Regions from separate parts of the Mus musculus genome. Here all the other regions are linked to region 4. The links are chromatin contacts, called in public HiCAR-type, HiChIP or PLAC-seq and Micro-C maps. All regions are on one chromosome and are shown on one strand. Each heading gives the region's core, a stretch centred on a gene start, on an enhancer-like site or on the middle of the called end of the contact. The rest is flanking DNA. Distances are from core to core; before and after follow the strand shown.

The links. A called contact is a pair of places that touch in the nucleus more often than the background predicts. HiCAR-type assays count read pairs that join an accessible place to other places. HiChIP or PLAC-seq counts read pairs in DNA pulled down with a chosen protein or histone mark.
Region 1: an H3K4me3 HiChIP or PLAC-seq map of forebrain shows a contact between it and region 4, with 4 times the contacts expected there. The contact joins two enhancer-like sites. A contact is called at or near these places in 5 of 484 Hi-C or Micro-C datasets (cerebellar granule neurons, cerebral cortex, long-term hematopoietic stem cells and 2 more) and 4 of 115 datasets of contacts at active chromatin or transcription factors (embryonic basal ganglia, embryonic stem cells, forebrain and 1 more).
Region 2: a HiCAR-type map of fibro-adipogenic progenitors shows a contact between it and region 4, with 4 times the contacts expected there. The contact joins two enhancer-like sites. A contact is called at or near these places in 1 of 484 Hi-C or Micro-C datasets (cranial neural crest), 3 of 115 datasets of contacts at active chromatin or transcription factors (astrocytes and fibro-adipogenic progenitors) and 1 of 9 other capture datasets (adipose tissue).
Region 3: a contact with region 4 is called in a Micro-C map of muscle stem cells, with 8 times the contacts expected there. The contact joins two enhancer-like sites. A contact is called at or near these places in 2 of 484 Hi-C or Micro-C datasets (embryonic fibroblasts and muscle stem cells) and 1 of 115 datasets of contacts at active chromatin or transcription factors (embryonic limb bud).

Annotation. Positions count from the first base shown.
Region 1 is chr9:60,455,735-60,462,320 of GRCm38.p6, reverse strand. The region is part of intron 3 of Thsd4 (thrombospondin, type I, domain containing 4); the gene reads left to right. Among named protein-coding and RNA genes, the nearest start is that of Thsd4, 52 kb to the left of the region's middle. Within about 2 kb of position 3,765, at least 58 of the 459 cell types and tissues checked have an H3K27ac peak or open chromatin away from gene starts, as enhancers often do. A contact at or near this core is called in forebrain and uterus, where this site is marked.
Region 2 is chr9:60,477,723-60,484,611 of GRCm38.p6, reverse strand. Thsd4 (thrombospondin, type I, domain containing 4) reads left to right here. Exons shown (of 18, transcript NM_001040426.3): 3 at 2,117-2,189. Among named protein-coding and RNA genes, the nearest start is that of Thsd4, 30 kb to the left of the region's middle. Within about 2 kb of position 4,416, at least 18 of the 459 cell types and tissues checked have an H3K27ac peak or open chromatin away from gene starts, as enhancers often do. A contact at or near this core is called in fibro-adipogenic progenitors, where this site is marked.
Region 3 is chr9:60,555,665-60,562,790 of GRCm38.p6, reverse strand. No RefSeq gene overlaps it. Among named protein-coding and RNA genes, the nearest start is that of 9230112J17Rik, 13 kb to the right of the region's middle. Within about 2 kb of position 1,275, at least 38 of the 459 cell types and tissues checked have an H3K27ac peak or open chromatin away from gene starts, as enhancers often do. A contact at or near this core is called in muscle stem cells, where this site is marked.
Region 4 is chr9:60,305,587-60,312,294 of GRCm38.p6, reverse strand. All of the region lies in intron 6 of Thsd4 (thrombospondin, type I, domain containing 4), which reads left to right. Among named protein-coding and RNA genes, the nearest start is that of 2010001M07Rik, 25 kb to the left of the region's middle. Within about 2 kb of position 2,429, at least 66 of the 459 cell types and tissues checked have an H3K27ac peak or open chromatin away from gene starts, as enhancers often do. A contact at or near this core is called in fibro-adipogenic progenitors, forebrain, muscle stem cells and 1 more, where this site is marked.

The sequences.
Region 1 (6,586 bases), core at 2,516-5,015, 150 kb before region 4:
GTCCTCAAGGGCTGCTGCTATTCTCTGTACCAGGGGAGGAGGTCCAGGCTCAAAGAAGCTTTGAAGAATCTGAAAAGTCAGATAGGAATGATTCAAGGGGAGAGGTCTGAAAAATGCAAGGTGCAATGAAAGGGAGCTGGCAAGATGGCTCTGACAGTCTGACAGTCTGGGCTCTGTTCTCCTGGACCCACAGAACCAGCTCCTGAAAATTGTCCCCTCACCCTTTGAGTATGTGCTGTGGCACCCCTGTAAATGAATAAAATAATGAATGAATGGGTGAATGAATGAATGAATAAATGCAATAAGGATTATCTAGAGGAAGAAAGAAATGATTCAGGCATGAGGGACCAGCAAGCACAAAGACTTGAAACCAGTAGATGGGCTTTGTGTGCCCAGGGGACAGCAGGAGCCAAGACCCTTGAGCCTCCTTTGCAGGATCTGGAAATTATGTGACCTATTCTTTTGGAAAAGTCACTTTGTCTGCCCACCTCTCCTTTGTCTCAGGTGGTGGGGCCACTTGATTATGGGATGCTGTCCATGACTAAGGGCGGGGATCACTCTGTGGGTGTGATTCTTAGCTTAGGGGAAATGAGAGCTGGGCTTCTCTGGGGAAGCTGGGGCTGTCAGGGCTGCTGATCTTCCCCGTGTCCAGAGCTGCATCTCACATGATGCTGGGCAAGTCACTTCTGCTCCATGCTGTCTGCTCTGTATCTTGTTCACCCTGGAAGCAAGAATGTGGCTGTCCTCAAAAGCAGAGTCTAGCAGAGAACCCCCTGAAGTGGGGCACTGCTGACTGCAAGGCATTGCAGGTGGTACATTGAATTTCAAGGGGAAAGCAGAGGCAGGTCCAACCCATGGCCCACATATAATTTAGGTTGTAGCCCAACGTACAAATCCTAAGCCGACTTAAAACATGTTGTAGTTCCTAGGTAATTTCTGTGATTTATTTCTGTAACTCCGTTGCCCAGTTCCTGAGTGTGAAGTTTGTAGATGACAACATCTTGAAGTTATATACACTCGCACAGTCAAGATCCCCGAAGCTGATACCATTGACCTCTGCCTTTGCCTTCCACGTCGTTGGGTGGCGATGGTACCGGGAATTTCATCTTGGCCTCCATGTAACATCAGTTCGCAGCATGTGGTACGGACAAGACCAAACCAGAGGCGGGATGCTTTTTTACAAGTGGGGCAGAGCTGCTTCTCCGCAAGAAAAGCAAGTAGAATGAGAACAAGCACCCAAGCCGGGATTCCTGATTGAGCCCCGTATCCCATGCAAGGAATCTTTGCAAAGGCTCATCCCACGCATCAAACAGGGAAGGTCAAGGGCTGTATTGAAATATTTGCTAATAGGCAAGGCGCTCCCTTCCTCCAACCTTTCTCTTCCACTGAAGCCTTTCCAGAGAAGAGGGCAAAAGCTGAGAGAGTTAAGTGGCCTTCCCTGTGCAGCCCCAATTACCCCTTGTGTCTTTCTCTGTGGACCTGCCTGTTAGGTGCCCCCTACCAGGGTGATCGGACCTGATTGACCTGCCCTTTGTCCTTCCCCTGGAGCTAAAGACAGTGCTGGCAAAGCAGCATGTTGGGATGGAAGGGGCCCTGGCGATCAGATGCTATAGCTTGCCAAGCGCTGGACCAGTTTAGTCTCTCCCAGATGTGTACGTCCAATGACAGTGACTGTGGCCATGGAATTAGAGACAGATGCTTAGCTGGCCATGGGTAGATATTAAATTGTTTTAAGCTATGCAAACTGGGTTTCTCATGCAAAGCTTGCTTCAACCTTACGTCAGCCTTCACATTTGCATCTCTATAGAGAATGAAATGAAAGCAGCCTGTAGCTTGCTCATTTCTATTCGTAACCGCGAGCCATGAGCTGTGGTTATTCTGGCCGTCCTTTACCCTGCACACTGCAGGCCAGATGATCCTTCCTAAACTTTCAAGGGGTTTTAGAAGCTTTTTTTTTTGCCTGCTCCTTTGTCAACTCATGTTCATAAGGTCCAAGGGCTAAAAGGGTTCGATATCATTAGAGAGTTAGGCTCATTGGAAGGCATCTAGACATTTGGGGCAGTGGTAGTTTATGCCTGTGGGCCTGATGTGATCATTAATAACACCCCCGTTCCTCTTAAAAGGGTCCTAGTTTGATGGTGAATTACAGTTACCCTGCTTATGCATGCCAAGTGCTTCTGTGTTAGAAGGGGTGGGCAGACAGTTTGTCATGGGTAATTTAAAGTGAGTTAAGACCCGAGGCTGAGGGTATAGGTGTTTAGACAGGGAAGGACCTTTTTGGGCCTGGGATAGACTGGGGAAGGCCAGGCAGACCTTGGGTGATTCAGAAGCTGGAGATGGCTCAAAGGAAAGGGTGAGGGTGGGAGCATGGGGGAAGGGTGGGAGCAGAGGGAGAGTGTTGAGCACCTCAGAAAGTTCCTCCAGGGAGCCTAGAGTCTGCTGGAGAGGTGGGAAGGGCAGACCTGGGGGATGGGAGGGTACTGGGGGACACATCCTTGACTTAAAGGCCAAAAAGACCAGTAGGGCTCCTGGCCTGGAAAAGCAAAGGTTGAAAGGAAGATTCTGGGAGTGCGGAGATGACTCGGTGGTTGAATTGCCTCCTGCGTGAAGACTGGAGTGCAGATCTTTGAGCCCAAGTGAAATCCAGGTAGGGCAGTGGTCTTACACGCGTTCTCGCGACCGGCCAGGAAGAACACAACAAACCGGAATCTTCTGCGGCAAAAGCTTTATTGCTTACATCTTCAGGAGCATGAGAGCAAGAGCAAGAGAGCAAGAGAGAGAATGGCGAAACCCCGTCCCTTTTTAAGGAGAATTATCCTCCGCCTAGGACGTGTCGCTCCCTGATTGGCTGCAGCCCATCGGCTGAGTTGCCGTCACGGGGAAGGCAGAGCACATGGAGTGGAGAACTACCCTTGGCACATGCGCAGATTATTTGTTTACCACTTAGAACACAGGATGTCAGCGCCATCTTGCAATGGCGAATGTGAGGGCGGCTCCCCACACAGTGGTCACCCGCAGTCTCAGCTCTCTGGAGGCAATGGAGGCTGGCTAGCTAGAGCAAGTAGAATCAGTGAGCTTCGGGTTCAGTGAGATACTGTGCCTAAGTATATATGGTGGGAAGACATTCATGAAGGCAGCCTCTGCCTTCTTCAGGCATACATGAGCGTGTAAACCCTTCTCCTGATCTCTCTCTCTCTCTCTCTCTCTCTCTCTCTCTCTCTCTCTCTCTCTCTCTCTCTCTCACACACACACACACACACACACACACACACACACACACCACAGCAAAGAAAAGAATAAAGAAAAGGAAGTTCACTATCCTTGCCTTGATGGTCACTCAGCCATCTGCCAATGGCAGGCAGATTTTAGCGCATGGAGACTACCTCTGCCTATTCTCCACTATGTACCCACTGCCTGCCCCTCTCCCACGTTCCATGCCATTAAGCAGGGCAATTAAAGATTTTTACACACGGCTGCACGTGACAAATGGATGTTCCGGTCTCTTGATTTCTGCTGAGCAGAAGCTTCCAGCCAAGAGTCGACACGAGCCTGCTGCTTCAGCGTGGGTCGGGACGATTATTTCAACAAGATTTTTGACAAGGAAATAAAACTCAAAAGTCATTTCCAGGAGCCTGTGGTGAAGTCGGAACATATGCGGTTCTCTGGGGGCTGTCAGGGAAAGACTCTGCAGGGTGTTTATCTGTGTTCTGGGCGGGTGACCACTGTATATTTGGGTGGGCGATATCTGCTGAGCTGTCTGGATCAGAGCAAGAGCTCCATGTCCCTGCTTCCTGTCTCCTCCCTCCTTGCTTCCTCCCTTCCCTTTCCCTCTCTATTCTCTTCCTGTCCATCCTCTCTCTTCCACCTCCTTCCTTCTATCTCTTTCCTGTTCTCCTCTCCTCCCCCTCCCTTTCTTTCAGTTCTTTCCTCCTTCTCTCTTCTCCTCCCTCCCTCCTTTCTCTCTTTCTGTAGCTCTCTCTCTCCTCTGTTTCCCTTATCTCTCCCTCTCCTTCTTTTCCTATGATCTTTCTCCTTTCCCTTTTTGCATTTAATTTAGCTTCTGAGACAGGGTCCCACGGTGCATTCCAAGCCAGCCTGGAACTCACTGTGCTGTTGCTTCTGACTGCTCAGTGCTGAGGTTACAAGTGTGCACCAACCTGCCCAGTGCTTTATTACTTTCTAGTAAGGTCTGTCCATGCCAACTCTAGGGTCCCACTGTAAGCAAGATGATGTCATTTTTCTGCCTTCACAGCAGTACGGTCCTTAGGGTCAGAGCACTCTTCTTTTACAGAGGAAGAACTAAGCTTCAGAGCGAGCGGTTAGGGACTAGTTGTATGTTTTGTTGAGCCCATTTCTGGGGTGGTTGTCATCAAGCAGGGGTCCCTAGGGATGCTGCTGGCAGAGCAATGTGAGCTCCTTGCTCCCTAGCCTGCTGGGTGGATCCCGTCTATCCGCTGGGTGATCGCTGCTAAGCAGTGCAGGCGCTTGGACTCTGCGCTCAAAGTCCCTGTTTGGGTGAGCTCTGGTGGAGCCTGGCATCTCCAAGATTCTTGATTTTTGTCTTAAGGCTCCGAGAGTAATCATTCTTAAAAGCGTCACGGGTTGAAGCTCTCCCTGGAGACGAGAGCTCCCGGAACCCCCAAAATGGATCTGAAAGTCTCATTTCGTGGAGTGTGGTGCTGATGGCTGCTGTGACTATTCCAAGCTGCTTCCCTGGGGGATGCTGGAGCTTATCCAAGCCAGCAGCTGCTGGACGGTGGGCTCCTGGGCTTCCAGTCTCAGCAGGCTTCAGGCTGCTTAGTGGAGGCTATGATAGGATTAGAGATGCTAGCTGGAGTAGCATAATCAGACCCCAGCCATCCCTCCCTCTCTCCCTCCCTCCCAGTGCGGGGTAGAGACCGCTCATCAGTTGATCCTGGTACTTATTTAGCTGTGCCCTGGCTCGGGGGCCCTTCCCTTTCCCTGTAGCACAGCCCTCATCAACACCACCCACTAGTGTTTGGGTTTTGTGTTTGCCAAATTTAGACAGATCTAGGAGCCTATCTCAAATCAAAGCTCTGAAATATCTGTGAAACTCATACTACAACTTCACTGGGAAGTTCTTGGTCTTGGTTGTGGGTTAGAATCATTTAGGGGGATAAAGCAATAACAACAATGACAACAACAATGACAACTTACCTACCTGTGGGGTCATTTGTAGGTACATTGGATGCCAGTGTCTGGAAGTAGAGTTATAGCTAGGCAGCCTGAAGTATATCGTGCATGATTCTAAGGTACAAATAGGACTGGGAACATGGGTCAGAGGCATCTGCCTAGGGCACGTGCAGCTCAACTGCCAACTCCTTATACTCCCCGCTGAAGATCCTGTTGCTCAGCAACCTCTCCCTGCATCCTTTCCCATCAGGCAGGGCAGAAGGGAACCCAAAAGCCATGTGCTTACCTACTTTTGCCTCAAATGCCTCCGAGAGGAGGAAGCCGGAATAGGTGGCAGCCGCCAGTTTCAGAACTGTCAGAAGGAAGCCACCAGCTTGGAGCAGAGCCTAAAAGCACTGAATGCTAGCAATAGCAGCTGCCTTTTATCTACAGCTAACCTCCTGGAGTTTCCCAAGTCTGGGAGATGAGCCTGCATCCCACCCTGCTGATTTGCAGATCCACTCTTTCAGGGCTACTTCTCAGGCTTCATGAGAACGATCCTTTTTGGAAATCACTGGTTCCCTCTTCAGCAGCACTTAGCTTTGGACATAGAACTCAGCTCTACATCTCTGAAATGACCTGTCCTCTTTATATTTCTTCTGTTTCCCTTCCTTGTATTGTTGCTGCCTCCTGCCTGGGCATGAAAGCTTTCCTCAGTATCCTCAGCACGCCATCCTTCCTCAGGATGGGTCCCTTCCCTGGATCTGTGGTGCTGGCCTGATTTGCTTCATGAGTTTCAATCCCTTCATAGCAGCTAAGAACAGAACTTTGTTTTGTGTTTACCAAATTGACCCTATCTCTTTACTATTGTGTTAGTGTGTGTGAGTGCATGTGAGTGTGTATGTGGATGTGTATAGAATGTATGTGTGTGAGTGTGTATGTGTGAGTATATGTGAGTGTGTGTGAGTGTACGTGAGTGTATGTGTATGTGAGTGTGTGTGAGTGTACGTGAGTGTATGTGTATGTGAGTGTATGTTTATGAAAGTCTGTGTGGGATTGGACTCTAGGGCCTCACACATGCTAGGCGAGGGTTCTGTCACTGAGTTACAGTCCCGGCCCACCTTCCTTATTTTTATTTCAGCATGAATATCTCTTTTAATCTCCCAGGTATGGGATCCCAGCTGTGTTGAGCCCCGTTTTCTTGCCAATGGAAATGTCTGCTCCATGTCTCCTCCCACTTTCCTCTTACTCCTGCCATCTTTGTTGCCTTCTTGTTGGGTCACCGTGACAACCTTCTAGCAGCCCTTAACTCCCAGACTCATATCCCTTGTCTACATTTCTTTCAAGAATCCTGCGTATAGTATGGGTTTCCTCTCCCTGGCTACAGATGTCTATTGAGCACCTCTTATGTTCCAGGCTCAATGCTAAGTAATGTTTATGAAGGTAGCCTCAC
Region 2 (6,889 bases), core at 3,167-5,666, 170 kb before region 4:
GCTAACCTGGACTACACAGCGAGTGCCCGCCCAGCCTGGGGTATCTAGAATAAGGCACTGCCCTAACAGACATTTCTTAAAAACTGAAACAAATGAAACCAAATGTTGCAATGAAGATGTGTTTGGGGTGTTTTCGATAGATGAATTTTTTTGTTTGTTTTAGTAAATAATTCTTAGAGTTAATTGAAGACTCTGTGACATTACCATCTAGATCTATTATTTAATCTAAGCCATGTGGCTACCAAACAATGTAGATCATTGGCTCTCAACCTTCCTAATGCTGTGAGCTTTTAGTACAGTTCCTCGTGCTGTGCTGACCCCCAACCAAAAAAATTATTATTGTTGCTACTTCATAACTGTAATTTTGCTACAGTTATGAATTGTAATGTAAATACCTGGGTTTTCTGATCATCTTAGTTGAGCTCTGAGTCAAAGGTTGCGGCCCACAGGTTGAGAACCACTGATGTAACTGTTCATCGGAGAGTGCAAATAGAGCATGTGGTCACAAGAGGGAATCCTACTGGGTTGCAGTGGTCTAGCTAGAGGCTCAGCTCTTTCATACTTGTGTCCTGAACTTAATATTACACGCTCATATAATACAGTTGGCCTGGTGGCACACCTGCTGCTTGAAGGAGGAGTGGAACCTGCCTCTAACTCGGTAGCCTTGGCTGCCACTCTCTGTTCTCCTCATTCCTAGTCCCACACAGTGGCTTTTTTGGATGGGGCAATGTTTTGTACTCCTCAGTGGTAGAGGGCTCAAAAAGGTTGGGAATTGCTGTACAACTTAGTTTAAATGCCTTTAGGGTTAAGCACTAAAAATATTCAAAAGATGCAGTGATCCAAGATTGCTTAAAATAATGGCATTGTTGATTAGAAGCCCAGACTCTGTGTGTTTGTGTGTGTATGTGTGTGTGTGTGTGTGCATGTGTTTGTGTGTGTGTATGTGTTTGTATATGTATATGTGTGTGTATGTGTGTGTATGTGTGTATATGTGTGTGTGTTTGTGTATGTGTGTGTGTTTGTGGCTGGTGTGTGTGTGTGTGTGTGTGTGTGTGTGTGTGTGTGTGTGTACATTTATGGACAGGTGAAGGCCAGGGTACAATTTTAAATGCTATTTCTCAGGCACTGTACCCCCTGTGTTTCAGACTAGGTTGCTTACTGGCTGTGAGACTCACTGAGTAGCCACATTAGGTTGGCTGGCCAGAGAGCCCGAGGATGACTCCTGTGTCTGCCTCTCCAACATTGGGATTACAAATTCTCACCACCACACCTGACTTTTGATATGTGGGTTCTGGGGTGATTATCTTTAGCTCCTTGTGCTTGGTGCTAAGCACTATAAAGCCATCTGACTGAGCCATCTCTCCAGCCCTGGCCCCACCCCACCCATATCTCCTCTAGCTTCCTCCCTGTGCATTCCCACTTCCCAGGATCTTCCCAGAAGATGAGAAGATTTCATGTTTAGAGATGCTAGCTTGCCCAGGATCACCCAGGTGGGAGGGGCTGGCAGCATCAGGATCCATGCCTAGATATATCATACTGTTTTTTATTATCTCTGGGCCAGACTCTTTTTTAAAAGGGGTATTTTTCCTTTGCTTGATGACAAGTTCTAATCAGGGGCAGTGACAGTAATCCCACTTAAGGTTGTCAATCCCACCACGAAGAGCATGTTGAGATATCAAAGGGCTACAGATGCTGGAGCAGGCCTGGGCCAGCACTAGAGACCCTTTCTTCATGCTGACCTCATTACCCTGCTAACCTACACACACTGGCTTGCGCTATGGTCTGTGCGAGGGACGGTGACCATCTTTTTCAGCCCTCTCCATACCCCTGAGCCAACTGCTAATCCCATCTCTCAAAGCGGGGTGACCGAGGCTGCTAGAAGTTATCTCAGACCTACAGCACTGTTGGGAGGTATAGGTCAGGGATTTGACCCCCACACCTGCACCCATGCCATGGCCGTCCTTGGGGTGGGGCTCTTTCCTTTTCTCCGAGTTTATCTCAGGACTCAGGGTGGACTGACCTTTCCCTTCCAGCAATGAGCTGGTGATGCCAGCTTCCTCCAGGTACTGCCAGGATCATGCTCACCTCTCTGTCTGTTGCTCTTTTTCTTCCCTAGTGCCCTGAGCACCCTCCTGCTGCTGCTTGGTTCTCAGCTTGTCTGCCCGCAGCCTTCCACTGAACACAGAAAGGTAAGTAAGTCCCGGCCACTCAGAGCCATTGTGCTTCTCTGCCGGAGGGGGCAGGGCCACTGTGGCTACTTCCCTTATCTTCCTTCTGCCTGGAGGTGAGGCCCAGCTGATTCTGAGTAGAAGCACTGTTTCTAGAATGTTCTGCCGTCTTTGCATCTTTTCCAGGTTTCTAGATAAGAAGCCAGTGCTGTGATCTGAGAGCAGAGCTGACTTTACAGTCTGTGTCCCTAGAGTTGAGTGGGAAGGCATTGCAAAAGCTTGCAAGCTGGGGCCCCGCTCAGGAGTGGAGAACGCTTGCCAGAGTTGGTGCCTGTGCGAGCACACCTTCAAGGTCACAGGCAGGGGACGATTGGAGAAGCTGAAGTGGCTTGAGAGAAACCTCCCTTTCCATATGGAGCTGTGATCTCTGATGGGAGTCTCTACTGCCAGGAGGATTCTGGGAAGGAAGGAGGGAAGGAAGGACCTGGCCTTTTGTTATCCCACCCCATCTTCTGTGGATGCTTCCCCATGGATTAGTCTAGACCAGTGGTTCTCAACCCATGGGTTCACAAAGCAGATATCTTACATATACGATACCTTACATATCAGATATTTACAATTCATAAAAGTAGCAAAATTACAATCATGAAGTAGCGATGAGAATAATTTTATGTTTGGAGCGTGCCACACATTAGCTGTATGAAAGGGTCACAGCGTTAGGAAGCTTTCGAACCACTGCGGTAGGCAGTTGACCACAGTCCTTGAATCTAGTCCCCAGAGACCGGCTTTCTGGGCCCATGGGACATGAGGAACTCACTTCTCGTCAAGCTGCCTGCCTCATGCCTGCCTCATGTCCATGTTCCAGCTGGGTGCTGCCTGGCCATGGAGCTCTGTCAGTGCTTCTGAGAAGCAGGACACCTGACACGCGAACAAAGTACCTCAGGCCTCCGTCAGCTCCCTGGGTCCTGGGAGGAGAATTCATGTTGAAGTGGCTTTGAGCTGACAGGACCCTTTCCTAGGATAGGGCTTTCCCAGGGGAAGTTCAGAATCAAAAAGGAACTGAGAAAGGAAGGCGTGCTGAGGCTCGAACCTCGTCTCAGCAGCTGGTGGCGATCTCCTCTGATTTATCTAATTTCTTTTAGATCTGGGAGCTTGCGTTCTGCTTTTCTGGACCAGGTAGAAGCCTCTGTGGTACCTTGTTCCCCACTGGCAAGTCAGAGCCATGCAAGTGCTTCTCACACACTACTTTGACTCTAGAGTAATGCCTGGCACAGCTAGGTGCTCAACCCAGTACTTGTTGAATGACTGACTAATGGAGCGATTAGGACCTGGCTAAGGTCCAAACAGCATTTTGCGAGATTGATTTGGGAATTTGCAGCCTTTTATTATCATCTCACCCCCAGCCATAGTTTCAATAGGTAGAAGGTTTTAAAAAGTTATTATTGTGTTTTCAATCATTAATGCTTAGTATTAATAACTGACTTGCCCTAACAGCGTTCTTTTTTGTTATTCTCAATACTCAGATATGTAATCATAGCTACAAATAGTTTATAAATAATTCAATTATTTTGTCATCTCTTTTTGTTTATTTAAGATACCTAAATGATAGATATATCAAATCTCTGGGTTCCCAAATAAGTGTTACTGTGTGTGTGTGTGTGTGTGTGCATATGTGTATGTATGTGTCATACATGCCAAGGCACACTATGGAGATCAGAGGACAACATAAGTCCGTTCATGCACTGTGCTGGCCCTGGAGACTGAACTGAGATCATCAGCCTTGGTAGAAAGCGTCATGATCCGATGAGCCATCTTGCCCACCCCCTCGTCTTCCTCCTGCCTTGTCTTCTTCGTGATAACGGAAAAAGAAAGGTTTATTAGTTGCTTTAGAACATTGGGTTTAAAACACTAAGCAAAACCGTATCGTAACCTGGTATGTAGTACCTCCTCGTCAAAGTATTATTAAGAACTTTGCAATTGAAGGCTAGTTCCCTCCACCCCTTGACATTTATAGATTTCTTCACTCAGGGGAAAGACATTTCAGAGCAGTCGCTGCACATAATAAACACATGTGTCTTGGCTGCCAGGGTTCTTGCCATTCGTCCAAGAAAAGAAGGCCACGTGGGTTTCCTTGGGTGCTAGGTTGCTTTTCAGTGTTTTCTTAGAGCTTTTTGTGACTGTGCCTGTCATCCTGGGGATCCCCCAAAACCTGGCAGTGAAAGCAGGGCTGGCAGTAGCAGCATCCACTTAGGCAGGCAAGGAGATGACTAAGGAAATGCTCATTAACTGGCCTTGCAACAGTGTGTCCATGAAGAGACCAGACTGAGGAAATGCTTATTAATCAGGCTGCAACACTGTTATAAAGAGCTGCCCAGAATTCTGTAAGTCTTTCTGGGCCATACTTTCTGTCACATTCATTTAACTCTGCCTGGCGAGGGGGAGGCAGCCAGAGGTACCCTGTAAATGAATAGTCGTGGCTGCGGTCCAGTAAAGTTTTGTTTACAAAAATAGGTGGTGAGCTGGATTTGGCTGGTGGGCCCACGTTTGCTAACCTCTGCTCTAAAGTCAGGATGGAAAGGAATTAACTGTGGGCTCAGGGTATGGTTTATTCAGTGGGGTGCCTGAGTTGGATCCCAATACTTAAAACTTTGAACCCATACTTAAAAATCCAGGAATGAAGGCATGCCCTTGTAATCCCACCATGGGCAGACAAGGATGGGAGGGTGGCTGGGGTTCCCGACCAGCCATCATAGCCCACTTGGTGAACTTCAGATTAGTGAGAGACTGTGTCTCAAAAAAATGGTGGATGGCGACTGAGGGTTTTCCCTTACCTGCACATACCACACACAGGGCACCCATGTGTACACAGGAACACATACACACATGCATGTGCATATATCTCTGTGTGTATACATGTATATATATACACACACACACACATGTATTTTGGAATTTGAAGGTAGATCCCCTTTTGAGACGTGAAGAACACCAGGGAATTGGAAGAAAAAATCATAGAGTTTCACATTAAAATGAAATTTACAATTGCTATTTTGTTGTTTTCATTACATAGATACATTCATAATTCTCACTGACCTATTATGTGGGGTAAAATTTGCTACTCTTGATTGTTAGCAGAGAAGAGCAGAAAGAATTATAAGCCCATCAAAGGTTAATTCTTTAGGGACAGAGTTATTAATTTGCACATATTATAGTCAATTGTATATATAAAAGCCAGCTACTCAAAGGCTCTCCTTTCTTCCTTGTTACTGTGGTGTGTCCAACTTTAGCATATGGAAGCATTTCCACAGCGTAAGTTATTCCGACCAAGAGACATAATTTGTAAATGCTGTCAAGTAAACTATGCACGTCTCAGTGCTGTTCGGGTGACTGGCTACATCTCCTTAGGAACTGTCCTATGTAATAATGCAGGCGGAGGGGACCTGGTGCCGAGTGTAAGTAGCTCTTTCCAGATGTTTCTATGCAGAAGGCCTCCTCTTCTGGCAGAATTAACAACCCCACAAAAGACTGCTCACCCATTAATTGCTAATACTTGGCAGATGACTGTAGTTTTAGAGGGTGTGTGTGTGTGTGTGTGTGTGTGTGTGTGTGTGTGTTTTTATTTGTGAAAAAGAGGAAACCAGGAACAGGAGAAAAAAAAGGAAGTATGGCCAAGACAAACTCTATACAGAAAAAAATTATGGAATAGTGCCATTTTACATTAAATTTATGTATTTTGTGTATGTATGGAGGACAAGTGTATGTCTGTATGAATTGTGTTTGGAGGGCAGAAGTTAATCTTGTATGTTATTCTTTACTTTTTTTTTTTTTTTGAGATAGAGGCTCTCACTGTCTGTTGTTGATTGGGCTAAGCTGTCTAGCCAATGAGGCTCCAGGATCCTCCTGTCTCTAACTCCCCCGAAGCAGGTTTACAGACATGTGCCACCGTGTCCAGCTTTACTCGGGTGCTGGCTGCATCCTCACACAGTGCACTTCGTCAGCTGAGCCCAGTACAGTGTCTTTCAGCTTCTAGATGTGGAAAAGTAATTCATTTTAATTGCTCAGTGATTAAGTTCACGTTTTAATTTAAATCTCTCAGTTACTGTAGAACATGTAGAAAGTGAAGAAAGCTAGAGGAAGGAAATACAAACTCCTCGCCGGGGCTGCTGGCCAAAGGGAGCTGCTCTGCAGCCCGGTGTTTATAGAAACTTTCAAACAAACAGAGCAGGGACACTACAGAGCAGAGTGAGGGAAGTAAAATATTTGCTTTGCTAACTGATAAGCAGGTCATGATGCAAGTAGGGGACCTCAGGATAGGTCATAGGCAGCGCGGAATCCAGGGGAAGTGCAGCCAAGATCTCTGATTACCCTCTCAACCCTGTCCCCGGGTTGGATGCTGAGCGGAAAGCTTATGGAAGAACAGAAAGCTTTCCGTTACAGAAGCCTTCTCGTATTGTTGGTGCTTTAGAAAACGGGCATTTCATGTGAGTTCTTTTGTGATTGGGTTACCTCACTCAGGATGATACCCTCCAGGTCCATCCATTTGCCTAGGAATTTCATAAATTTGTTGTTTTTAATAGCTGAGTAGTATTCCATTGTGTAAATGTACCACATTTTCTGTATCCATTCCTCTGTTGAGGGACATCTGGGTTTTTTCCAGCTTCTGGCTATTATAAATAAGGCTTCTATGAACATAGTGGAACATGTGTTCTTATTACCAGTTG
Region 3 (7,126 bases), core at 26-2,525, 250 kb before region 4:
GAGGTAAGAGCAGCTAAATCTCCCAGGGTCTGTCGCTCTCTCATGTCTTGTGACTTTACGACTTCAGCCAACAATGTAAAACAAGAGCAGCGCACAGAACACTTCCTCTGAAATCTAGCACAGGGTGCTGGAGCAGGGGCAGGCGCCTGCAAAGGAGTAGATTTGAAAGGTAAGACGCCCAGGTGCATTCCGATGCACAGAGCAGCGCATGCTTGTAAAACGCCTCAGTGCCTGTGTGCTTTCCAGCTGGCTGCGGGTGTATCCAGACAGGAGGGTAGCTGACCGATAAGCATCTCTCTCATTAACTTAACCACAGTTTGTCATGTTTGCAGAAGGCTTTGAGAAAAGGGAGCCAGGAGCCCGGAGAAGTTTCCCACACCTGCTCTCCACAGCTAGGCTCTGTGAGTTTACATGAGCTGCTGTATTGTACTGCGAGGCAAGTAATTTTAACTTTATATGTGTGTCAGAGGGTCTATCATCTATGTAGATGTGTGTGTGTGTGTGTGTGTGTGTGCGAGTGCACTCGCACACACACACACACACACACACACACACACACGTGCTGGGGGGAGGAGGGGGGTCTCAAGTAAGCCAGAGATCCATCACAGAATTCACTACACATGGTTTTTTTGAGACGGTCTCTCACTGGCCAAGAGCTCACCAAGTAGGTAGACTGGCTGGCTGGCTAGCAATCCCCCGGGGCCAACCTCTCCACCTCTCTGCACTGGGATTATAACACAGGTCACACCCAACTGTTTACAAGTGTTCTGGGGGTCTAACTCAGATCCCCATACATGCACAGCACACACTTTTTGGAATGAACTATCACCACAACCTCGACTAATTTTAACTTTGCTTCTCTGTTTTCTGTTGCTGCGAAATACCATGTTTCCATGGCAACAGGGGATGCATTTTCCTCTTGCTACCAGAGAAGGAGGCTCTAAGAGTAGCCCTGCAGATTCTCTAGCCACACAGAAAAGCTGCTTGTTCCTGGGAGGCAAGCATGCCCAAGTCCAGATAGACAAGCTACATCATGGAGAAACAACAGCTGTAGAAAAATCGGCTGGAAAAGCCACAGGCAAGAAATGTGGTTTTGGAAAAGCTTGTCTTAAGTTTGGCACACAATTTGGAACCGTTGCTCTGGGAATCAGAAATACTGGGACAGGAAGAGCCAAGAAGACAGCTCTGAGAAAATGAGCACATGGTGGGTTACAGGAGAGGACCAAGAGCCGGGAGGTGGCCCGTTCCCCAAGGCACACTTCTTCTGGCTTGTGTTCTTCTCTCCCCATGAAGTTTCCCTTGGGCTGACGGAGGTGACATTTGCTGTTTGCTACTGAGCCATCCACGCTTTTACCCACTTAGCTGCCCATTCACTCAGAGAATATTATTTCGTGTCATCTTGGCACTCGGCTCACCCAGATGACTCCTCATTACAGGGTCCACAGTCAAGATTGGAGATCAGTCTGATAAATAAATAGGCAGATTCTGTACTGTGGGAGAGGGGCATTGAGAATCTTTTTGAGAGGCCTCAAGGGTGCTGAGGGCTATTTGACAGTGAAGAGGGTATGGGGAGAGAGGCAAGGGACCCTCTATGTTTAGAGGCAGCTAATGTAATGACCCAGAGACCCAGACGAAGCCTGTGGTGCTTGCAGGTCTCCAGTGGGTTTGGTAGCTCAGCTGGTGACTTGCTTCATGGCCAGCCTTACTCCAGTGTTTACTGAGCAGTCCCTGTGACAGCATCACTTGCACAGGTGACCACTTGCGGTGTTTGTCTGTTTGGAGTGACTATCTCTGACTCATCTAGTTTCACCGAGATGGTTGCATCAGGGGGTTGAAGCACTTGCTATCAAGTCTAATGACCTGAGTTTGGTCCCAAAGACCCACATAACAGAAGTAGAGGAACAGCTTTTCAGCTTGTCATCAGACCTCTACTCTTTTGCTGTGGAATGCACATGTTCCTCTTCCCAGCTAAATACATGTAATACGTTTTTAAAAGAACATATTCTGTAGCAATAAAACTGCAGGCAAGAGACAAGAAGCCACGACTTTATAAGACTTGCATTCTCGTGGGAGGTGTGTAATGAAGGAGTAAGTAAGCGCTCTCTGTAGTCAGCAAGATGGTGCTAGGAGCTGGGAGAGACACAGAGGACCTCAGGGCAGAAGGCATGTCCAGGCCATCGGTTTTGGGCGGTGTGAACAGGAACGGGGCACCTGTGTAAAGGCGTGAAGGAAGTGGAAGAGTCCTGGGGGCATCTGAGGGACAAGTGTTTCTGGCAGAGGGAAAAGTAGGGCAAGGGGTAGGTGACAAAGAGCAGGTCTGGAGAGGGTGAGACCTGGCATGGAGACTGTGGGATTTCAGTGCAGTGACACAGTGGCTCTCTAGAAAGACAGAAGTGTCAACTAGGGACCAGAACACAAGGAGCCTTGAAGGCCATCACAAGGAGTTTGGCTTCCTGCTCTGTTCTACCTTTATCTCTATTGATGAGGTCAAACACTCCGACCAAAGCAACATAGAGAAGACTGGCTTTATTTAGCTTATAAGTCCAGGTCACAGTCTGCCAATGAGGAAAGTCAGGGTAGGAACTCAAGCAGAAACTGAAATGGAAAGACAGTGGTGGCAGCAAGGGTAGGGAGGAGCTCTGCTTGCCGGCTGGCACAGGCTCTTGTTCAGCTAGCTTCCTTATACAGCCCATGATCACCTGCCCCTGAAATGGCCAGTCACAGTAGACTGGGCCCTCCCACATCAAGTAACAGCAAGACCATCGACCATTTGCCTACCAGGCCCTGCTGACACCTTCTCAGGTGTCTTTAGGCTATGCCAAATTGATGACCACTAACCAAGGCACCATGCAGAACAAGAAGTCTGAGCAGAGAATGACATCATCCTGCCTTTATCTTAACACCGTCAAAAGTACCGTACCCTCGTCCATAGGGACAAGGCAAAACAAGTAGGGGCATCGGGAACAGATTCAGTGACCCAGGTGACAGATCCTGGGAAACAGAGCATGGGAGCAAGAAAGGCACAGAGTATAGAGAATTAGCCCAATGTCAGCATAATCAGAAAGTTCAGCCAGCAGGACTCACCATAAAGTAAATGTGGGGTGTTGGAAGAGTCATTCGGGGAAACTGGGTTGGAGCCTAGGGTCTTGGAGAGGAGATGAGTTAGGTTGGAGAGGAGACCCAAGCTGATTTATTAGCTTGAGGTAGGGATAGGGGAGTGAGGGAAGACAGGGAAGTTCCACAGAGGCCAGAGATAGTTCCACAAGGTTAGGGGGATGTGCATACCAAGGGTCTAGGAATTCAAGATGGTCAGGAGCTCATAGACATAGTCACACAATGTGCCAACCACACTTAGTGACCTGTGATCTCTCTCTCTCTCTCTCTCTCTCTCTCTCTCTCTCTCTCTCTCTCTCTGTCTCTGTGCCTGTTTGTCTGTGTGTGTGTCTGTCTGTCTGTCTGTCTGTGTGTTTGAGACAGGGCTTCACTATGTAGCCCAAATTAGCCTTGAAATCACAGCCATCCTATTTCAAACTCTCGATTTCTAGGATCATGGATGTGTGCCATCCTTCTCACTATGTAAAGCTTTCTTCTGACCAGTTTCTTCATTGTGTTCCTTTTTCAACTCTTTACAGACCCATGATGACCTGTGTCCATCTCCTGTACTGGGCTTCATAGCCTGTTATGAATGTAACCGTTACTCCATGAGTCTCTTGGCAACTGGTGGAAGGTACCTTGTCTTCTGTATGGTATGTATGTGTTCATTTTTATAGGACTTTTTTTTCCCCTCTTGCTAAAAGTATCCCATTATCTCATGCCTTTATGCAGGGTGGGGTGGAATGGAAAATTATTTCAACATCTAGCTTAGAAATCCACTCAGTGAAGCCAGAGCACTTACCTACTGCAGGTTTGATCACCAGCTCCATGTGCCCACTGCTGGATGCCCTTGCCAGAGTGGTCAACCCAGACACTTCATGTTTAATAAAGCAAAGCCAGAAAGAGGGCCCTTCCACCCACTCTTCTTAGAAGTTCCCTCTGCACGGCCCAGCCACTCTCAACCCCAGTAGATGGCACGGGATTGAGTTCACAGGCACAGAGAGTCTGAACATCTGTTTCTGTGGGTCTTCATGATGTCATCTGTTCTGAAACACCCTGGTCCCACACAGAGACAGATTCTAAATTGGGAGCGAGAAAAAAGATCCCAGAAGGGGAATTCCCACCAGGATGGTGTTCTGGATTTAAAAGGAACACCCAAATATGACTTTTATGAATGGACCAATTGATTAAAGGAGACACAATCTCCCCTCATTGGTTCCCTGAGCTCTGTCCTTTGAAGAGAATGGGGGGTGGGAGAAAGGATGAAAGTCAAGTAAAACCAGACAAAGTCATTATCAGATGAAACAATGCTGCAAATTAGGATTTCCATAGGGCCAATATGTATGAATCTCTCTCTCTCTCTCTCTCTCTCTCTCTCTCTCTCTCTCTCTCACACACACACACACACACACACACACACATTCAAGGTTGACTTTAGGGTATTTCCATTCATACATTTATATAATCAAACAACTGTTCAAAGAAAAGTTGACTTGGATCCAGGAGGAACTGGACCCCTGCCTCTTCTACTGCTGTGCACCACACGGGCTCTAATGTCACTCTCCTGTCACACTGCTGTGACAGAATAGCTATCAGAAGCCTCTTAAGGGAGGAAGGATTTACTTAGGGCCGCAGGTTGAGGGTCCGTGCATCGCAGAGGAGAAGCTATGATGGAGGTTAGGGTGCTTAGATCACGTAGCAGCGTCTCCTCTGACAGAGCAGGAAGCATAGAAAGGACCAAAAGCACGGTCGAGCTATAGCCACACTCAAGGCTCAACCGCAGGAGTCAAACCCTCCATAGGCTTCCAGAACAGCAGCACGAGTATTCAAACACACCAGCCCATGGCGAGCATATCCAACTCTATCACAATTCAATTTGAATTTCCAAACATCACTCACACGACACCCCTTTCTCACCTGTGCTCAGACCAGAACTGACCAGCACACCCTGGAGAGGACCTCACCCCTTCCCCTGGAGGACCGTGTAGGTGACTCTCCTTGAAGTAGCACTCAGTATAGAAAGACAGCCCCTCCCTCTCTGAGTCATTGAAGGGCACACTCCACTGATTCTTCTGTCCCCTTATTTCAGTGTCCAACTCCGTCCACACTTGCGTGACTCGATGTGACTGATTGGCTTTGATCTTTTAGAAGCAAACCAAACCCTAGATCAGGCTGGATCCAAGTCAATTTTTTTTAAAACAGTTGCTCAAATATCCAGTGATATATGGGTGGAACCAAAGCTCTAACTTAGAGCTGTAGCATCTATTTTTTTAAAGTAATATTTTGTTAATCCTTTGAGAATTTCATATATGCATACAATGTGGTTTTTTCCCATTTTTTATTTATTCACTTTATATCTCTGCTGCAGCCTCTCCTCCCTTTTCTCCACCCAGTTCCATCCTCACAAATATTTCACCCCATTACTCCTCCTACTCCTCAGAGAAGAGGGAGCCCCCTTTGAGTAGCAACCCACTCTGGGATATCAAGTTGCAGCAGGAATGAGGACCTCTTCTCCTACCGAGTCCAGAACAGACAGTCCAGTTAGGGGAAGGGGATCCAATGGCAGGCAACAGAGTCAGAGACAGCCCCCTGCTCCAATTGTTAGGAGACCCACATGAAGACCAAGCTTTACATCTGCTACAAATGTTTAGGGGTTCTAGGTCCAGCCCCTGGATGCTCTTTGGTTGGTGGTTCAGTCTCTGTGAGCCCCCATGGGCTAGGTTAGTTGACTCTGTAGGTCTTCTTGTGGTGTCCTTGACCCCTCTGGCTGGCTCAATTCTATCCCCTACTCTTCCACAAGACTCCCCAGGCTCCACCCAATGTTTGGCTGTGGATCTCTGCATCTGCCTTCATCCACTGCTGGATGAAACCTCTCAGGAGATAGTTATGTTGGGCTCCTGTCTGCAAGCATAGCAGACATCACTATCATCATTAATGATGCTATCAACAATGTCACACGTTGACTCTCTCCCACGGGTCTCAAGTTGAGACAGTTAGTGATCTACTACTGTTCCCTTAAACTTTGCTCCATCCCCCCCCACACACACACACATCTTGTAGATAGGACAAATTAGGTTGCAGGTTTTGTGGGTGGGTTGATGTACCCCTCCCACCACTGGAAGTTCCATCGGGCTACAGAAGGTGTCCATTTCAGTCTCCATAGCCCCAGCTTCTAGAAATCTCAGCTAGGGTCACCCCCATAGACTCCCTCCCAGGAGTCTCCACCATCCCAGGTCTCAGGTCTCAGAAATGCCCCCTCCCACACACACCAACTTTTGTTCTCTCTCCCTGCCCTCTACTGCCCCTCTCTCTCCACATCTGATCCTCATCTCCATTCCCTTCCTCATTACTTCTACCCCCAATTCTCTCCTCCACCCACATCTGATGTCTATTTTATTTCCCCTTCTGAGTGAGATTCAAGCGTTCTCCCTTGAGCCCTCCTTGTTACTTAGTTTTTTTGGGTCTGGATATTAGCATGGTTATCCTGTGCTTTATGGCTGCGTCCAACTATAAGTGAGTACATGCCATGCATGTCCTTCTGGGTCTGGGTCACCTCACTCGGGACAATTATTTTCTAGTTCCATGCATCTGCTTGCAAATTTCATGATGTCTTTGGTTTTAATACCTGAGTAGTATTCCACTGTGTAGATAGATGTACTACATTTTCTTTATCTTTGGTTGAGAGAATCTAGGTTATTTCCAGTTTCTGACTCTTATGAATAAAGCTTCTATGAACATAGTTGAGCAAATGTCCTTGTGGTATGGAGGAACATGTATTGGGTATATGCCCAGAAGGAGGATAGTTGGGTTTTGAGGGAGACTAGTCCGAATTTTCTGAGAAACTGCCAAATTAATTTCCAGAGTGTTGTATAAGTTTGCACTCTCACCAGCAATAGAAGAGTGTTTCCCTTGCTCCATGTTCCCACCAACATGTGAAGTCACTTGTCACTTTAGTTTTGATCTTAGCCATTCTGGCAGGTGTGAGTCATTTTAATTTGCATTGCCCTGAGGACGTTAACATTTCTTTTGTGCT
Region 4 (6,708 bases), core at 1,180-3,679:
GTACTCATGAGGTATTAGCATGGCCCTTTGAGCTTGGCATCCAGTCTAGCTCCTTGCGATTCCATTTGAGACTCTCCTTGATGAGGCCTCTGTAGCAGCACTAGCTCTGTGGGGAGAGTGGAATCTTGACTGAGAGGCACCCTCCGCTGTTTCCTGCCCACAAGACCCTGGCAGAAGTAGCCACTTGGGCACGGATGCCTTCTGGACAAAGATGCAGGATGTGTTGACACAGCAGCCCAGCCTGAATGTATGAGCTTCCTTTCTCTGTAGCTATGAGGCCTGGCTTCCAGATCAGGCATGTGTTCTGTGGGTGGGTCCAATTAGCCCAAAGTCCCTTGTTAACTGTTCTTGCAACTGTTACTGTGGCGTGGAAGTGGAGAATGGCTTGGTGATTCCAAACAGCTGCTTCCAAGCTTCCCGCTTGTGATGTTCGGCCTCTTGGACATTAGCTTTCTCACCCTCAATGTGCACTAATTAGGCTGAGCCTTTGTGTTTCCTTGGCCAGGAGCCTTGCCACTCTGGGCATTTGCAATTTTGGACAGGAAAAATGCGGATTGAAGTGGTTGGCAGCTGGCACAATGCAGGAGGGCAAAGATGTCAGTGAGCATTCCCATGGCGCCGGCACGGGCATTCCTGTTTTCCCAAGCACCGGCGAGATGGAGCTGTGAGTGGTTCTGGCTGTCATTGAGAACACAGGAAGTTTATGGCTTACTCTTTATGTGCGCTGCTTCCCACTCAGCCAAGCCAACGTTTGTATCAAGTAGCCAAATTGTGCCTCCGTGTGTGTTTGTGTGTGTGTATGTGTGTGTGTGTACTTATAATGTGTATGTGTAGTGTGTGCACATATGTGGGTAAAGTCCAGAGTTCAAAGCTGAGTGTCTTCTACTGTTCTTCCCCTCCCCTCCCCTCCCCTCCCCTCCCCTCCCCTCCCCTCCCCTCCTTCCTTTCTCTTTCTTTGGGGGGTGGGCAGAACTCAGAGTTCTTGGCTTAGCTATAACAGGTGTATTTGCCTGCATTTAGAGAATGGGCCCCAGTTAGCCCAATGCCTGCCTAGTGATGGCCCTGAAACCATTCACATTCCACCTAGCTCTGGGGATGGAACTCGTGTCTCATGCTTGTTCAGCGAACACTTTTCTGACTAAGCCTTCTCTCTCAGCTCCTCAGACACCCAGTTTTTCAGATAGCATCAAACAGGCAGGGAATGTTTCTTAGCCAGTGCTTGCTAGAGAACCGTTCGCTCTGGTGGACAAGTTAACTCCAAAGAAGCTTGCGGCTCTGCTTCCCTCTCCATCCCCACCTTTTCCTTTTTATCCACAAGTAGCATGGATCCACTGGGCCTCCTATGCCAAATATGTGAATTCAGAGATGAGTAAGATGTGACCTCTGCCCTCAAGAAATGCACTGCCTCCAGGCCTCACGGCTTTAGTCACCGGTTGATCCTTAACGGGGCAGTTGGGATGGATTAGAAAAGTGACAGGGGAGACTGACTTGTGATAAGATACAATGTAGCAAACAGAAAACAAGAGCAGTGTATCCACAACCCTGATCATGGTAAACTGGGGCTCAGTTAAATCATGGGGGAGTAAAGAGCCCACTCATGTGGGATAAAGGCAGCCAACACACAATCCCAAACAGGGGCGCCTTTCCTGATCACAAGAGAAACAGACTTTAAGACTGCCTCACAGTTCCAGCCTGAAAAGCAGCCCTTGGCCACTCCAGAACTTTCTCTAGGGAGTAAACATCTCTCTTTCCAAAACCAAGGTCAGAGGAGAGGTCAGGGGTGAAGGGTGAGACTGCCTGTGAATCCAATGTGGCTCGTTGCCAGCTACTTAATAAATATCCCTAGAAAAATCAGTAACTTTCACTTTTATTATGGATTTTATCACCACACTTGTCATTTTTTTCCCCCATGCTCCAGTTCTCAGGGCAGCTGCTGTAAGGCTGCACCTGGGATCCACAGGGGCTATCCCCCAGGGACGAACGGCACCACACTTGGTATTGCCCAGGGCTGCAGCCCAAGGCTGGCCCTACAGGGCAGGTGGCTCAGCATGCCAGTGTCTGACGCAAGCACAGGCCAAGCAGCAGCTCCCGCACTGGCTCACAGTGTTAAAGCCTGGGCATCCTCTGAGTTTGTTAGAAGACAGATTTGCAACCTTCTCTGTTCTCAGACCTGTCAGAAGAAACGGAGGAGAAGAGGAGCAGCCTTCATGGAAGCCACACTGTCCATCTGGGACAAATTGCAAAGATGTTACGAGCTGCTTTTTGAAGCTGGGCATTCAGAAATAGAACGTGGCCGAGTGACAGGCTGGAACAGATGGGCCAGGGCTGGGCCGGATTTCAGGAAGGCCCTGCTTCCCAGGCAGAATTGCTGGAGGTCAGGTCCTGGGCGGGTGAGCGCACTCTTGGCACGAAGCAGGCCTGTGTGACTTGGGTTGCATTCATCTGTGAAACACGTTGGATCTGAGAAATGAGTCTTGGATCCTCGGCTGTGTTAGCATCAGAATCATATTTTATTAATTATACGAGACAGTACAAGTGACATGATCAGAATAATGCCTGCCATACAGCTCACACTCCAGAGGCATGAACAGGCCAGCAGCGGCATCTTCTTTTGGGTGGTGTCTCTTTGCTTAAACCAGAGCTGTCAGCTTAGGAAACATTGTTTCAGGCAAGCAGGCCTGCCTACTTTGTCAAGGACTTGAACTACATTTGTACTCCTAGGAGAAATTCGGATTTTAGTTTTGGTTTTGGGGTGTTGTTGTTGTTGTTGTTTTGTGTGTGTGTGTGTGAGAGAGAGAGAGAGAGAGAGAGACAGAGACAGAGACAGAGACAGAGACAGAGACAGAGAGAGAGAGAGAAATCTTTACTTCTTAGAATCCTCACTAAAATTAGGCTTTTCTGAAAGGAGAAAGTTGTACTTTCTAGGCAGAGGATATAATTCATTTGGTAAAATGTATGCCTGACATGCACACAGCCCTGGCTTTAATCACTATACAGAAGGGAAAAAAATGAATGGCTATAACCCCAGTACATAGTCAGAGGATTAGAAACTAAGGGTTATCCTTGGGTGCATATCAATGTTGATTAGAAAATTTTGAGGCTAGCTTTGGATACATGAGGATCTGTCTCATAAAGAGAGAGGGTGTCTTGGGTGTCTTTCAAGAATGGAGGTGGAAAAGTAGCTCATTTGGTAAAGTATGTGTACTGAGCATGTGCAATGTCCTGGGTCCCATCTCCAGTACCATATAAAGTAGGAGTGATGGATGCCTTTTGCCAGCCCCCAAGTGGCTCAGAAGTTCAAGGTCATCCTTAACTACATAGTAAGATAGAAAATTAAAAATAAATTATAGGCATGGTGGCACACACCTTTAATCCCAGCACTCGCTACTGGAGGCAGAGGCAGGCAGATCTCTGAGTTCAAGGCCAGCCTGATCTACAAAGCAAGTTCCAGGAACAGCCAGGGCTGCGTAGAGAAACCCTGTCTCAAAACATTCTCTCTCTCTCTCTCTCTCTCTCTCTCTCTCTCTCTCTCTCACACACACACACACACACACACACACACACACACACACACACACACACACATCTAAAAACATCTGAAGGTAACAAGCAGATTTAATATGTTTTGAGAGGAGATCTGATTTGAGGCTTAGAGGAAATCATGCAGCTACCTACCGATCTGATTGGTAATGTTTGTAGGGAGTGTGGGAGGAAGGCATGTGTGGGGCATATTGCTCTATTTCTACCATCTCTACCCTTACCAGGGACCTTCTAGGCCCAGCAGGCTTGATGAATGGAATAGACCTCTCTTCTGGAGCCTGCCATTCTAGTGAGCAGTGGAGATCTGGGCAGCTGTGTTGTCATGCTGCATGTTTCCAGTTCCTGGCTGGGTATCTTTTACCAAGAGGTCAGTGGTGAAGGTTCCCCCACATCTGCAGGGAGCCTCCCATGGAATGCGGATGTGTCAAATAACACCCCCACCCCCGCCCAAATCAAAGTCTGAGCAGATGCTGGACAGGGTTTCTCACTTGTAGCCATCTCATAGTGAAGGGGTAAGGGCCAGTTGTTGAGCTAGAATGTGTGACGTCGCATTTGAAGAGCTGGATCCCAAAAGGCATGGCATGCAACAAATCTCCATCCTGAAAGGCCACTTTGGTAGGCAGTTTGGGCATTGTGATCCATCGAGGGGAAACAGGGATAGAGCCGTGGCCTCCGTACCCTGCTCTTCCTCCTCCAGCATGTGTGAAGCCTGTGCCTGCTCTCTCTCCTCTTCCAGAGACACAAGCCTTAATCCGTTTAGTTATTTAGGACAATTGTTTTTCAACTTTCAGGGAATTATTGTGTGTGCGTGGGTAGGGATTTGTGTTCACATGCATGTGGGTGCACGTGCATGTATCTATGTGTGGAGGCCTGTGGTCAACCTCATGTGCTCCTCAGAAGCCACCCACCCTGACTTTTAATGCACGGTTGGTCTCCCCTTGGTATTGAGGGATGGTTGATGAGGCTGGATCAGCCGGCCAGCAAGCCTCCCCAGAACTGGGATTATAAGAGTGTCTCACCATGCTCAGCCTTCTGTATGGTTAGGATTCAAACACGTGGGCAAGCTTACACAGCCAGTGTGCACAGGCTGAGCCGTTGCCTCAACCCCAGCTTTAAAAGCAAAGGTCAGTTTTTATGACTTTATTCTGAGTGACAAAGGTCTCATAGAAGTAGCATGGAAATACGTGTTAGATTACAAATGCCTTCTACTGAACATTTATAGTATCTTGTTAGATCCAAAGACTCATTTCTATTTAAACCTAAAGAAACAGCTAGCTGGGTGTTGTGGTGGACACCATTAGTTCTAGCACTTAGGAGACAGAGACAGGCGCATCTCTGTGAGTTCAGGGCCAGCCCTGACTACATAATGAGTTCCAGGCTGGCCAGGGAATATACAATGAGACCCTTTTTCAAAACACAAAACAAGAACAAAAATTTAAATCCAAGTTATTAGAAGGCTAAAAATTCTCACTAGTAATATGTAGCACATAGAGTTTTCTGCTTTATCATCTTCACCTTTAAGGAAAGTAATCGATCATTTGGGTAGAACTGTTTATTGTGAAACTGAAGGCAAGTGGTTTAAGCAGTTGGCGTTGGTGCTGGTCATGAACTTTATTCCATGTTTAACACATCCGAGTCTTCTTTCAAGTACCACTGAAAGAACAATTCATTACACATTCTTTTAATTTTAGAGTGTGTTGTGTGTGTGTGTGTGTGTGTGTGTGTGTGTGTGTGTGTGTGTATGGAAGTGTGTACAGGTACTTTGCTTTGGTGACTTGAAATAATGGGAGTTAGAGAGAGGCCCATGGTGGTCACTGAGGGGCTGGGCTAGGCAGAGGGAAGATGTGCAAATAGGTGTGGGTGGGTGGGTGTGGTCCTCAGCCAGTTCCCTAGTTCCATGCCTAAAACCTACTAGCGAAGTGAAGTGTCAATTTCCCAACCCAAGAGAGAGTCCTGGGAGGTGGTAGGAGCTGCAGGTGCCATGCAAGAGGTAAACTCTGCAGGTGCCTGTCCCAGACTGGTGGCCCAGAGAACAGGTGACTACATTACAACCCAGGTGGACTCAGAGCAGAGCTTTGGGGAAAAGCCGCAGAGAGCAGTAAGCAGGGGAGTCTAATGCAGATGGAAGACCCTGTCTGGGGTTTGGCAGCAGTGCACCTTCCCTGGAGAAAGTTTGTCTCGTGAGCCAATCCTGTTTCACTGGAATCAACTGGTTATAGCTATGAAACGCTATTCTAAGCTGAAACTGACTAAACTGGTCTGGCCTGATGGATAGCCAGGAGGTTTCCAGGCAGGGCTGGGGTGAAAGAGCTCCCACACTGGCAAGCTGTCCTGCTTGGGCAGTGTCCACTGCTTGTGCCTCTAGTAAGCTCTGCGAGGCTTCCAGAAGCTAGGCTCTAAGGAAAGGCTCCCAGCCAGGCTGGCAGATGAGCCTCTGTCGGCACACACAGGGAAGGAAAGCTCTTGGCTACCCTAGAGGGTCCTGATAGAGGGTTGAGGTCCCAGGGTACTGTCTGGGCTGGAAGATTAGGGAACATTTTAGGATAGTGTGGGACAAGGGCAGAATGGCCTATTTGAAAGTCAAATGGACTCTATCTACTCTGGACTCTCATTCCCTAATAGGTAGCTAGAAACCGAAGACATATTTCTGGATGTTTCCCTGCCTCAGTCTCTTCCCTGTATGAACTGGTACTGGTAACTTCTTTAAAGGATTATGAGAATTAATCAGAAAACAAAACAAAACAAAACACCACTCTCTTTAAATACCCCAGAGCAGGCAGCAGAGGGACTTGTCAATGGTACCTCCCTTCTCTGTTCTGTTTTTAAGCTCTCCTCTGCTCAGAAACCCCCTTTTCCTATTTCTCTGACAACTAGATACAATGTGATGCTTCAGTATACACATAGTGTATAGTTAGCAAACCAGGATAATTAGCATGCGTATCATTACAAGCATTTTCCCCTGTGATGGGAACATTTAGTATCCTGTCTACTAGCTAAGTTAGAACACCAATGCCTGATTGTAACTGTAGTCATCCCCTAGTACTACTGTGCAGACCTTGAGCTTTGAGTCTTGGAGTTTTCCCAACTAGCTTTGTGGCTTACAACCAGACCCATAGTCTTGGCTGTCCTTGAAGTGAAAGACTCACCGTGTAATGGCTCACTCACACC